Linked DNA regions of Mus musculus: region 2 is linked to region 1. Evidence: chromatin contacts called from public ChIA-PET data. All regions are on one chromosome and are shown on one strand. Each heading gives the region's core, a stretch centred on a gene start, on an enhancer-like site or on the middle of the called end of the contact. The rest is flanking DNA. Distances are from core to core; before and after follow the strand shown. Region 1 holds the start of Zfp768 (zinc finger protein 768). Region 2 holds the start of AI467606 (expressed sequence AI467606).

Region 1 (5,381 bases), core at 428-2,927:
TTATTTCTAATTGTCGATAGGAGAGAGAGAACAGCCAAAGCCATCTGGAAGAGTGCAGAGCACAGGGAGACAGGGAGAAAGGCTGAACAGGGCCCGCAGACTGGGCGGGGCCAGGGCTATCTGCAGGTATTCCTTCTACGCTCCGCCCAACAGTTACCTAGCAACAGCCAGGTAGGTCTGGCTTGCTATAAAAGGGCCTGTTTGGCCCACCTTCCTTCTTTCTCTTCTCTTCTTTCTCTTCTCTTCTCTTCTCTTCTCTTCTCTTCTCTTCTCTTCTCTTCTCTTCTCTTCTCTTCTTCTCTTCTCTCTTTTCTCCTCTCTTTTCTTCTCTTCTCTTCTCTTCTCTTCTCTCCCCTTCCCCCTCCCCCTTCCCTTCTGGAACTCTTCAGTGTCACTCTCCGAACTGTCCCGCACGCTTGTGAGAAAATCAAGAAACGAGGAATCAAACACAAGATTTGGAAAGGGAAGAAATTAAAGGTCGTCCTATGTTAGTATCTCTGGAGTGGCCCCTCAGCACCTGTAAAACCTGAGAGCAGAAGAAACGAGAAGGGAGAAAAGCAGAGGAGGAAGGGTGTCTACCCTAAGAGCCCTAGGCTTCCATTCTTCCTAATACAGGACAAACGGCTCAGGGGAAAGTTTACAAAGCGCAGGCCGAGCTCGCGAGGAGACGCCCGGCGCCTCCCTCTCTCACTCCCGCAGGCATTCCGGGCATCCTGTTAGAATGGCCTGAACGCCCTCTGCTCTACACGGCCCGGACCCACGGTGACCCCGGGACCACGGTGAAGCAGAGACAGCCGGCCCCAACAACCAATCCTGGGAGGAGTGGGCGGTGCCTCGCGGCGCGGAGGCGGAGCTGTTTCTCTGGCAACGAGCCCGCATCGCGGAGGGGGAGGGGAGGGCGAGGGAGGGGGGAGTGGGCGCGGGTGTCACTGTCGTAGCTCGGCGGGCTAGCAGGCTCTGGGCTCCAGAGCCTGGTTGTGCGGTCAAACGGGCGTCCGTCCGCGTTCCCGGTGCCAGTCCGAGTGCCCCGAGGCTGAGGCGAGGAGCTAGCCGCCTCCCCCGCTGGCGCCGGGAAGCGTCGCTCCTTCTCGCTGACCTTGGTCTCACTTGCCGCTTCGCCCTTGGCCACACTCAGTAGCCAGCACATGGTCGGAGAAACCTGCAGACAGGTCCCCGGTTAGGCCGAGACCCGCGATACAGACACACAAACTGCTGTTGCCCTTCCCGCCGGCTCCGGGGCGTCGGGTCGCCCCCACCCCCCGAGGCCCGGGAGATCCAGTCCAGGGTTAATGCCAACGAGTTTCCACCTCCAGCCGCTCCTAGAGAGGCCGCGGCGCGAGCCAGCGGGGGGAACTGGCCAGGGACGGACACTTCCTGTGCGGGGGGAGGGGGCAGGGGCGCAGTAGCCCGGCCGGGGCTAGGGGCCGAGACTAGAGGGTCTCGGGCTGGGAGTTGTGGCTGGGGGACGGCCGGAGGAGTCGCCTCGCCCCTCACCTCCGAGGCCACGACGCGCGGGGGCCGGTGAGGGCCACGAGACAATCGGGGACCTTGGGAGGGGGGCGGGGCAGCGGACAGGGGCGGGGCCGGAGAGGCCCAGGGTCAAGACGTCCGGCCTTCGCGGCCGAAGCCAGGCCGCCCGGTCTCCTCGGAGGCTCTGAACGCGCGGGTGGCGAGGGCTCGGGGCTCCAGGCACTCGAACTGGGTCGTAGGATCGTCCGCCATCGCCACCGCCGCCGCACTGGGAACTGGCAGGGATGGAGCGGGAGGCGTCGTCGTGGGGCCTGGAGTCCCGGGATGTGCACAGTCCCAACGCAGTGGGCAGCCCCGAAGGGTCTCTCAAAGGTGAGGGAAGGACCGCGCCTCTTAGGAGTGTGCCAGAAAACTGGGCTGTGGCCTGCGGGAGGGAAATAAGGCCGGAATCTTAAACACTTGGAAGTGGGGTGGAGGGTGGAGACTGAGTGCCCCGGGTCTTTAGAGGGGAGGTGGTACATTTTGTCACCTCACTTGTAGGGGCCAATGACCCTGCTTGGGGAGTGGGAAGAGAATTTTGGGACAATTAATGGACCCAATGACCTTCCAGACCCCCATTCAATCTGGATTTTCTGTAATTCTCAGATCCTGCAGGCAACACAAGTGAGAATGAAGAAGGGGAAATTTCTCAGCGAGAAGGCAATGGGGACTATGAAGTTGAAGAAATACCTTTTGGGCTTGAACCCCAAAGCCCAGAGTTTGAGCCACAAAGCCCAGAATTTGAATCCCAGAGCCCCAGGTTTGAGCCTGAAAGCCCAGGGTTTGAATCCCGAAGCCCTGGGTTTGTGCCCCCAAGCCCTGAGTTTGCACCCAGAAGTCCTGAATCAGATCCTCAGAGCCCGGAGTTTGAATCCCAGAGTCCTAAGTATGAGCCCCGAAGCCCTGGCTGCCATCCCAGGAGCCCTGGCTGTGAACCTGGGAGTCCTAGGTATGAACCCAAAAGCCCTGGGTACGGTTCAAAGAGCCCCGAATTTGAATCTCAAAGTCCAGGGTATGAATCTCAGAGCCCCGGGTATGAACCGCAGAACTCTGGAGATGGCGTTCAGAATTCTGAGTTCAAAACCCATAGCCCTGAGTTTGAAACTCAAAGTTCCAAATTCCAGGAAGGTGCAGAGATGCCTCTGAGCCCCGAGGAAAAGAATCCCTTGAGCATCTCCCTAGGAGTCCACCCCCTGGATTCCTTTACTCAAGGGTTTGGGGAGCAGCCCACAGGAGCGCTGCCTCCATTTGACATGCCTTCGGGGGCTCTGCTGGCTGCACCCCAGTTTGAGATGCTCCAGAATCCACTGAATCTGACAGGAACCCTGCGTGGGCCAGGCCGTAGGGGTGGCCGGGCCAGGGGTGGGCAAGGCCCTCGACCTAACATCTGTGGCATCTGCGGGAAGAGCTTTGGACGAGGCTCGACCCTGATCCAGCACCAGCGCATCCATACCGGCGAGAAGCCTTACAAATGTGAGGTTTGCAGCAAGGCCTTTTCCCAGAGCTCTGACCTCATCAAACACCAGCGCACGCATACAGGCGAGCGGCCCTACAAGTGTCCCAGGTGCGGCAAGGCCTTCGCTGATAGCTCTTACCTACTCCGCCACCAGCGTACCCACTCTGGCCAGAAGCCCTACAAATGTCCACACTGTGGGAAGGCCTTTGGCGACAGCTCCTACCTCCTGCGACACCAGCGCACCCACAGCCACGAGAGGCCCTACAGCTGCCCCGAGTGTGGCAAGTGCTATAGCCAGAACTCGTCCCTGCGCAGTCACCAAAGGGTGCACACTGGGCAACGGCCTTTCAGCTGTGGCATCTGTGGCAAAAGCTTCTCCCAACGGTCAGCACTTATCCCCCACGCCCGCAGCCACGCCCGTGAAAAGCCCTTCAAGTGCCCAGAGTGCGGCAAGCGCTTCGGCCAGAGCTCAGTTCTGGCCATCCATGCCCGCACCCACCTGCCAGGCCGCACGTACAGCTGCCCCGATTGTGGCAAGACCTTCAACCGCTCCTCTACACTCATTCAGCACCAGCGTTCCCACACAGGCGAGAGGCCGTACCGCTGCGCTGTGTGTGGCAAGGGCTTCTGTCGCTCCTCCACGCTGCTACAGCACCATCGCGTGCATAGTGGGGAGCGACCTTATAAGTGTGATGACTGTGGAAAGGCCTTCTCGCAGAGCTCCGACCTCATCCGCCACCAGCGGACCCACGCAGCCGGCCGCCGTTAACCAGTCACGGGTGGGGAGGTGGTGTGCAGAAGAGATGGGGTCAAGGAATTTATGGATAGAGGAAAAGCTGGTGGAGAATAGAAGGACGAAATATTCTAGAAGATGGGTCAGGGTGCAGGAAGTCACATGCCCTCAAGAAGTATGAGAGTTGGGCTATGGAGGGGTTGGAGGGAGGCCAGACAGGCACCAGGAGCAAGTCTGCCTCAGCAGCAGTGAGCTCTTTATCTGGGAGGCCCTGTTCTGGCAAAGTACTAGATGGGGAGGGGGGAGGGCAAGGGAGTGTCAGTTAGAGTAGGGTAGCTTAGATTGGTAGCTGCTGAGACCCTTGTGAAACCAGGAAGAGGGCAAAGGGTAGGCAGTGGGGAGTGAGGCCCAAGGGTAGGGTCTGGATCTCAGAGTAAACTGCCTTGTCTTCCTCAGGTTTTGGAGCCCTGTGAGTTCAATAAACCTTTTATGTGGTAAGAGATTCGTCCTTAAGATGTGTATGTGGACAGTTCCCTGAGCAGTGGGAGATAGCAGTCAGAGCTGCAGCTGCTGAGGCCTTGCCAGGGTACTGCCCCAGAAGTGCTTTTATGATCAGTGGGTTAGTGAGATCTTCGCATTCGAAGTTCAGAGAATGGTTTATTTGCCCATGGGCACCAAAGCTCACGTGCTTTTGCATGCTGCACAGACTCAAAGGGACTGATTGTAGGAGGTGTGAAACACTTCTCAGCTCTCCCTAAACTAAAAGTCTGTGCTTCTGTCAGAAAACCACATGGGGGTGCTCATACCTAGGTGTGACTGCTCCCCATCGAGTGTTGGCTTAATCCCACCCTGTACCTGAGTTAGCACTTCCAGGCACCTCCAGTAGATCATCAGTAGATCTGATCTCTTCTCTCCTCTCCCCTCCCCTCCCCTCCCCTCCCCTCCCCTCCCCTCCCCTCCCCTCCTCTCCTCTCCTCTTCTCTTCTCTTCTCTCTCTCTCTCTCTCTCTCCATTTTTTTTTTGTTTTTGTTTTTTTTTGTTTTTCGAGACAGGGTTTCTCTGTGTAGCCCTGGCTGTCCTGGAACTCACTTTGTAGACCAGCCTGGCCTTGAACTCAGAAATCCGCCTGCCCCTGCCTCCCAGGTGCTGGGATTAAAGGTGTGCGCCACCACCACCTGGCTAGATCTTCTGTCTAGGCTCTTGAGACTGGAGCAGGCAGCTGCACTTCAGCTCCACTCAAAGAGGAGGCCAGGTACTTGTTTGACCAAGAATATGGAAACACTTCTCCAGCCCCTTTACCAGCCAGTGTGACCAGCTGGGCATGGTTGGTCTGCTTTCCCTGGTACCGTGTATCAGTTGAAGGGGCCACCTTGCATCTACCCCGTTTTCCCATCCAAGTTCCAGACTCAGGCTGATGCAGACTTATAATCGGTGAGAATGGAGGATTCTAGAGTATGGGCATTTGTCACCTTAGCAGAAGAGAGCAGGCCACACCATGGGGAATCTTTTGGGAGCACATTTTGAGGCAGTGCCTACTGGGAGGGCCTGCTGAAGCATCAGAGTTTGCTCCTGTTTCACAGAAGTGGACACAGGCAGCCACAGAGGGCAGTGACTGTTTAGGCACTGTGTGTCTAAGACCAGATTTGACCTTCACACTCCATTTACCTAGCTCCACCTCAGCGC
Region 2 (4,874 bases), core at 1,618-4,117, 250 kb after region 1:
TCTGGCTCATCCTCTTTTCTTTTAACAAGGAGCAGAGTTTGAGGTCAAAGTCTCCAGTAGGCAACACTGTTTCCTTAGGGCTTCATTGTCTACATTGTATTTATTTTCGTGTTTCTGTTTTCTTTTGAGTCAGGTTGCAATTTGGTGTTGGTTAGCCTAGATCCCTCTGCCTCAGCTCTCAGCTTCCTGAGTGCTGCGATTCAGCCACTGGCAGGCCTGGCCTGGCTTTTTTTTTTTTTTTTTTTTTTTTTTTGAACTTGTGGCAAGTAATACTGGAAATACTGATTTCCCACTTACAGAGGTCATACAAAAAGGATTCACTTTAAAACAAATTTATTAAGCATACAGTGAACCGATTTAAGTAAAAATATAAAGTAAATAATGAAACAAAAAGTAAACATACGGCAGGATCGTCATACTCTTGACTGAAGTTTGGAAAGTCAGATTTCCAGATGCCGAAAGCTCCATCTTCCCCACTGCGAACCCCTCTCCTAAAGAAGTTGTCAGCTGGTGGGCACACGGGTATTCGGGACTCCGTTTCTATGGTATGGATCACTGTAAGTAAGTCTGCCCCACAGCAAACCTGCCTCTCTAGACCACTCCAGCAAGCTGGAGGGAAAGATGGCAGAGGCTATGTTTGGGGAGTGACCTTTCTCTGGGAAAAAATCTTCATTCCCATATTGGAACAAACTCAGTTCTCGATAGGCCATGCTTGTCTTAACACAGAATAATAAAACTGTACTGTAGGATGTGTGCAGCCATAAGTCAGGGGGCAGAGGAGCCTACTGATCTGTTTTGGTTCTGTGTCCCAATTCCAGGCAAGGACAGCCTCTCCAGTGTGGCCCATCAAATCCCATGTTGCTGTTTAGTGGCCAAGGCCATTATTTGTACGGAATCAAAGACACCTCCTGGATTTGTCCTCTGTGTTTTCCTGGAGGGCCTCACAGTGGTGGGAGAGAGTGGCCAGGCACAGATAGGGTTTGTGGCTCTGGAGAGCAAGATTCTTGCCATCTCCAGACCACATGACTGACACTCATAACTACCAGCTCTGGGCTGATGGTCAGCATCCCATACAGGATAGGCTGTCTTAGGTAAGTTTGTACCCTGACGTGCCATCTTGAAGCCTTCTGGCCTGTAGCCAGCTAGACTTGCCTTCAATTCTCAGAGTCACGACTTAGGCATTTTAACCTAAGCTGAACTTCAGGCAAGCCTTGGAGTGCAGGCTGTCCACACTCTTAGCCTGCCCACCAGCCAGGTGCAGAAGACAGAAATTTCCACACAAAATTTCCAGCGCAAGGGTCAGGCCTAAGGCTGGAGCTGACCCCTGTAGTCCCTCTGAGGTGGGAGTTAGTCTTACAGGTCCTGAAGACTCAGAAGCCCACGCTGGTCCGGCCTTCCCTCTTCCAGAATGCTGAGATCTGCTCCAGGGTGACCCGAGGCTGGAGACCCCAATCAGGTTCCAGGCTCCCTTGCCTCGGCCTCCAAGGCCTGGGGCTCCCAACCTGCAAGCCAGCCTCTGGCATGGGCTCAGACCCAACCCAGCTCACCAGGCTTGTGTCATGGGGCCTCTCCTCTTGGGTCTGAGGCCTCCAGAAGGTGCTCTGGGCTGGGACTTCTGGTGGGGTCTGAGGAACTAGAGAACTGAGGGAAGAGTATGGGGCTGAAGTGGCTGGTGGAGCAGTTGCTCTGCCCTCTAAGGTGCCACCGGGTGTTGGGGGACCTGGAGCCCTGTCCATCAGCAGAGGCATGGAGGAGCCGTACCAATCCTCAGAGCGCTCCCGGGCGCTGCTCGTGGGCTCAATCCACAGTTCTCCTCCAGGGCGCCAGACTAGGGTGGGGGCACGCTGGCTGGGGTCTGGTTGCGGGCGGCGGAACAGGCGTTCGGCCAGTACAGCAGTAGTTATGATGAAGAAGGCTGTGAGAGAGGCCAGGCCCAGCATGATGGGAATACAAGGTCCACAGGGGATTACTACCCACACTGCTGCCTCCGCTGTAGGCTCAGGGAGCCCCTCCGTGTGCCCAGAGGGCTGCTGAGGCGTCACTGGCATCTGGGAGACTCAGTGTGGACTCAGAACAGTCAGGAACGTCTCCACTGGGAGAAGGAAAGGACAGCAACCAGAGGATATCCCGTTTCCTGGAAAGAGATTCAACAACGGTTCTAACAACTTGACCGTGGCACAGGATGAGACAGTGCTTAGACTGCATGTCACTGGGACTGCACATCATTGGCCTTTTTTTTAAACTGTAACTTTACTTCAGAACCTCAGAGACAGATTGGGAGTCGGGAGTGCTGGATCTCTTTGTCCCTCATCTTGCGTTCCTGCTCCCACCCCCACCCCTACCCACTGTTAATTCGGCTCTTCTAATTGGCTTATTGAGCATGGGTGGCAAAACTAGAGAGGAGCAAAGGGTCCCAGAGAGGTCAAGAGCAAACCAGGAGAGGCCGGAGAACAAGCCAGAGCTGGCTGAGGCTCCCCTGCACAGTCGCAGGCCTTACTTCCCCTCCAGCCCCACCCCCCACCTCTGATGACAGATCAAAGGTCTGGGCTCTCAGGTCTTGCCTCAGTCTCAAGTGAGGAGACTTGGAATGAGAGAGAAACCCCTTGCTGGCCCCTCCCTTCCATATGCACCTACTCTTTGAGCCACCTAACCGCTCTCCTTGGAGGTGGCCCTGTTGTGCTATCTGGCTGTACCAGGTCTGTGGCCCGGCACCTATCCAGCTTCCCCAGCTCTGCCCAATCACTGGCCTGTCTGCTTCCCTTGTTGGTATTTGTCCACATCTCTGCCACCAGTCCCCCATTTGCAGTTGCTTCCGCACCCCTCACCTCACCTGTCACCTTGCTTCAATCTTGGATTTCGCCGTTTTCAGAGCCCTTCTTCCCAGTGCATGCCGGGAGGGTGTGTGTGCGCGCAGCGATCTGAAAGGCCCTGGAGGGCTGGCCTCAGAAGAAGGCGGAAGGGAGGCTACCACCTGTTGCTGGGCGACTGTGCCCCAACTTTTCCTGCCCCCACAGAGTGTTTCCAAGGCAACCTGGGGATGTGGTCAGTGTGGTGAAGAACCACTTCCTGTGTAAGGTGGAGCCAGAATGAGCAGCTGCTTTGCTCCAGTCAGTCCCACCCCACAGGCAAGGTCCAGACCCCAGCGCCTTTACCTTGTCACCCCAAAGGCAAGACCCAGACCCCAGCGCGTTCACCATCTCACCCCAAAGGCAAGGCCCAGACCCCAGCGCTTTCACCTTCTCACCCCAAAGGCAAGACCCAGACCCCAGCGCCTTCACCTTCTCACCCCATAGGCAAGGCCTAGGCGCGATCACCATCTCACCCAACAGGCAAAGCCCAGACCCCAGCGCCTTCACCTTCTCACCCTACAGGCAAGGCCCAGACCCCAGCGCCTTCACCTTCTCACCCTACAGGCAAGGCCCAGACCTCAGCTCGCTCACCCAGGGGAGAGGAAGATTATAAAGACCGGCTCAGGGGCTCCCACAGCGCTGCGATGTATCTTGCTGCCTGCTTCTTGGAGGGTCCCTGTCCTTCCGTCTACTCCCTGCACCCTTTTCATCCAGCTGTGTCATACTTTTGTTTTGTTTGAGACAGGGACTTAAGATGTAGCCCAGGTTGGCCCCGAATCCCCCCCCCCCCCCCACACACACACATACACACTCCCGTAAGCCTTTTGAGTGTTGGTTTCAGTCCCAGGCCACTGTGCCCAGGCTCATCTCTCCACTACTTCTGATACCTAACGGTGTAAGCACTATGAGAGTAATTGTTACCGGTGTTGTTTAGGCCATCATACCTTTACATGGTGTGCATGCAGTGTCTGCGTGTGTGTGTGTGTGTGTGTGTGTGTGTGTAGACCAGAGTCTACTTAATTGATTTCCACCCTATTATTTTATTTTATGTGTTTGTGTGTTTAGCTCACCTGTATGCATTTTGGTCGCAAGCATGCCTCGTGTTCAAGGAGGCCAGAAGGGGATGTCAGATCTCTTGGAAGTGATTGACAGACAGTTGTGAGCCACTTTGTAAGTGCTAGGAATTGAACCTAGGTGCTCTGCAAGAGCATCGAATTAACTGCTGAACTCCCTCTCCCTCTCCCCTTCCCCATTCTCCCTGTCCCCCGGTCCCCCTCCTCCCTTCTCCCCCTATACCCTCTCCCCCTCTCCTCCTGTCCCCCTCTTTCCTTCCCCAGTGCTAAGCTAATAGGAGCACTTAGCTGAGCTTGCGGTGCCCATAGTTTTGAAGTGTGTGCTAAGGTCTAAGCTCAGGCCCTCATGTTTGTCAATCAGCACTGTTGTGTTGTACTGAGCCTTCTCCCAGCCTTTGTTCCCTCCTCTGTCTTCTCTTTCTTTTTTCCAGGGTGGGGGGTGGGGCAGCGGCGGAGGTGTTTGTTTGCTTATGGGTCATGCTCATGCTAGGCAAGCATTTTGCCACAATTCTTCACCACCAGCATTTCAACATACATGTTTTTCATTTGTTTTGAGACAGGGTTTCACTATGTATCATTTCTAGCTTAAAATGCTCTACGTAGACTACAGTGGGTTCCCAATTGTGGCAGTCTTCTGGCTACCTTCCTGGTGCTGGGGTTATAGGGCTGTGGCAGCACATCTACTCGGTACACCTACTCGGTACACCTGCTCAGTACACTTGCTCAGTACACCTGCTCAGTACACCTACTCAGTACACCTGCTCAGTACACCTGCTCAGAATCCGACCCCATGAGGAAGTCGAGTTTGGCTGGTTATACAAGTCCAAGAGCGGATGAATGTGCTTAGATATACTCGTGTACCCCCCACCCCTCCCCACCCCCCCCACCCCCGCTGTTGCTATCTTGTTTCTGTTGTGGTTTTTGTTACCGGACAGACTGTGTGTGTGTCAAC

The links. ChIA-PET counts read pairs in DNA pulled down with a chosen protein or histone mark.
Region 2: a contact with region 1 is called in an RNA polymerase II ChIA-PET map of memory CD8 T cells, with 1,028 read pairs. The contact joins the promoter of AI467606 here to the promoter of Zfp768 in region 1. A contact is called at or near these places in 1 of 39 promoter capture datasets (neutrophils), 1 of 484 Hi-C or Micro-C datasets (embryonic stem cells) and 1 of 115 datasets of contacts at active chromatin or transcription factors (memory CD8 T cells).

The regions. Positions count from the first base shown.
Region 1 is chr7:127,341,610-127,346,990 of GRCm38.p6, reverse strand. Zfp768 (zinc finger protein 768) reads left to right here and starts at 1,677. Exons shown (of 2, transcript NM_146202.1): 1 at 1,677-1,842; 2 at 2,116-4,196. The coding sequence starts at 1,755. The coding sequence ends at 3,734.
Region 2 is chr7:127,089,429-127,094,302 of GRCm38.p6, reverse strand. AI467606 (expressed sequence AI467606) reads right to left here and starts at 2,867. Exons shown (of 2, transcript NM_178901.3): 1 at 2,831-2,867; 2 at 254-2,134. The coding sequence starts at 2,048. The coding sequence ends at 1,371.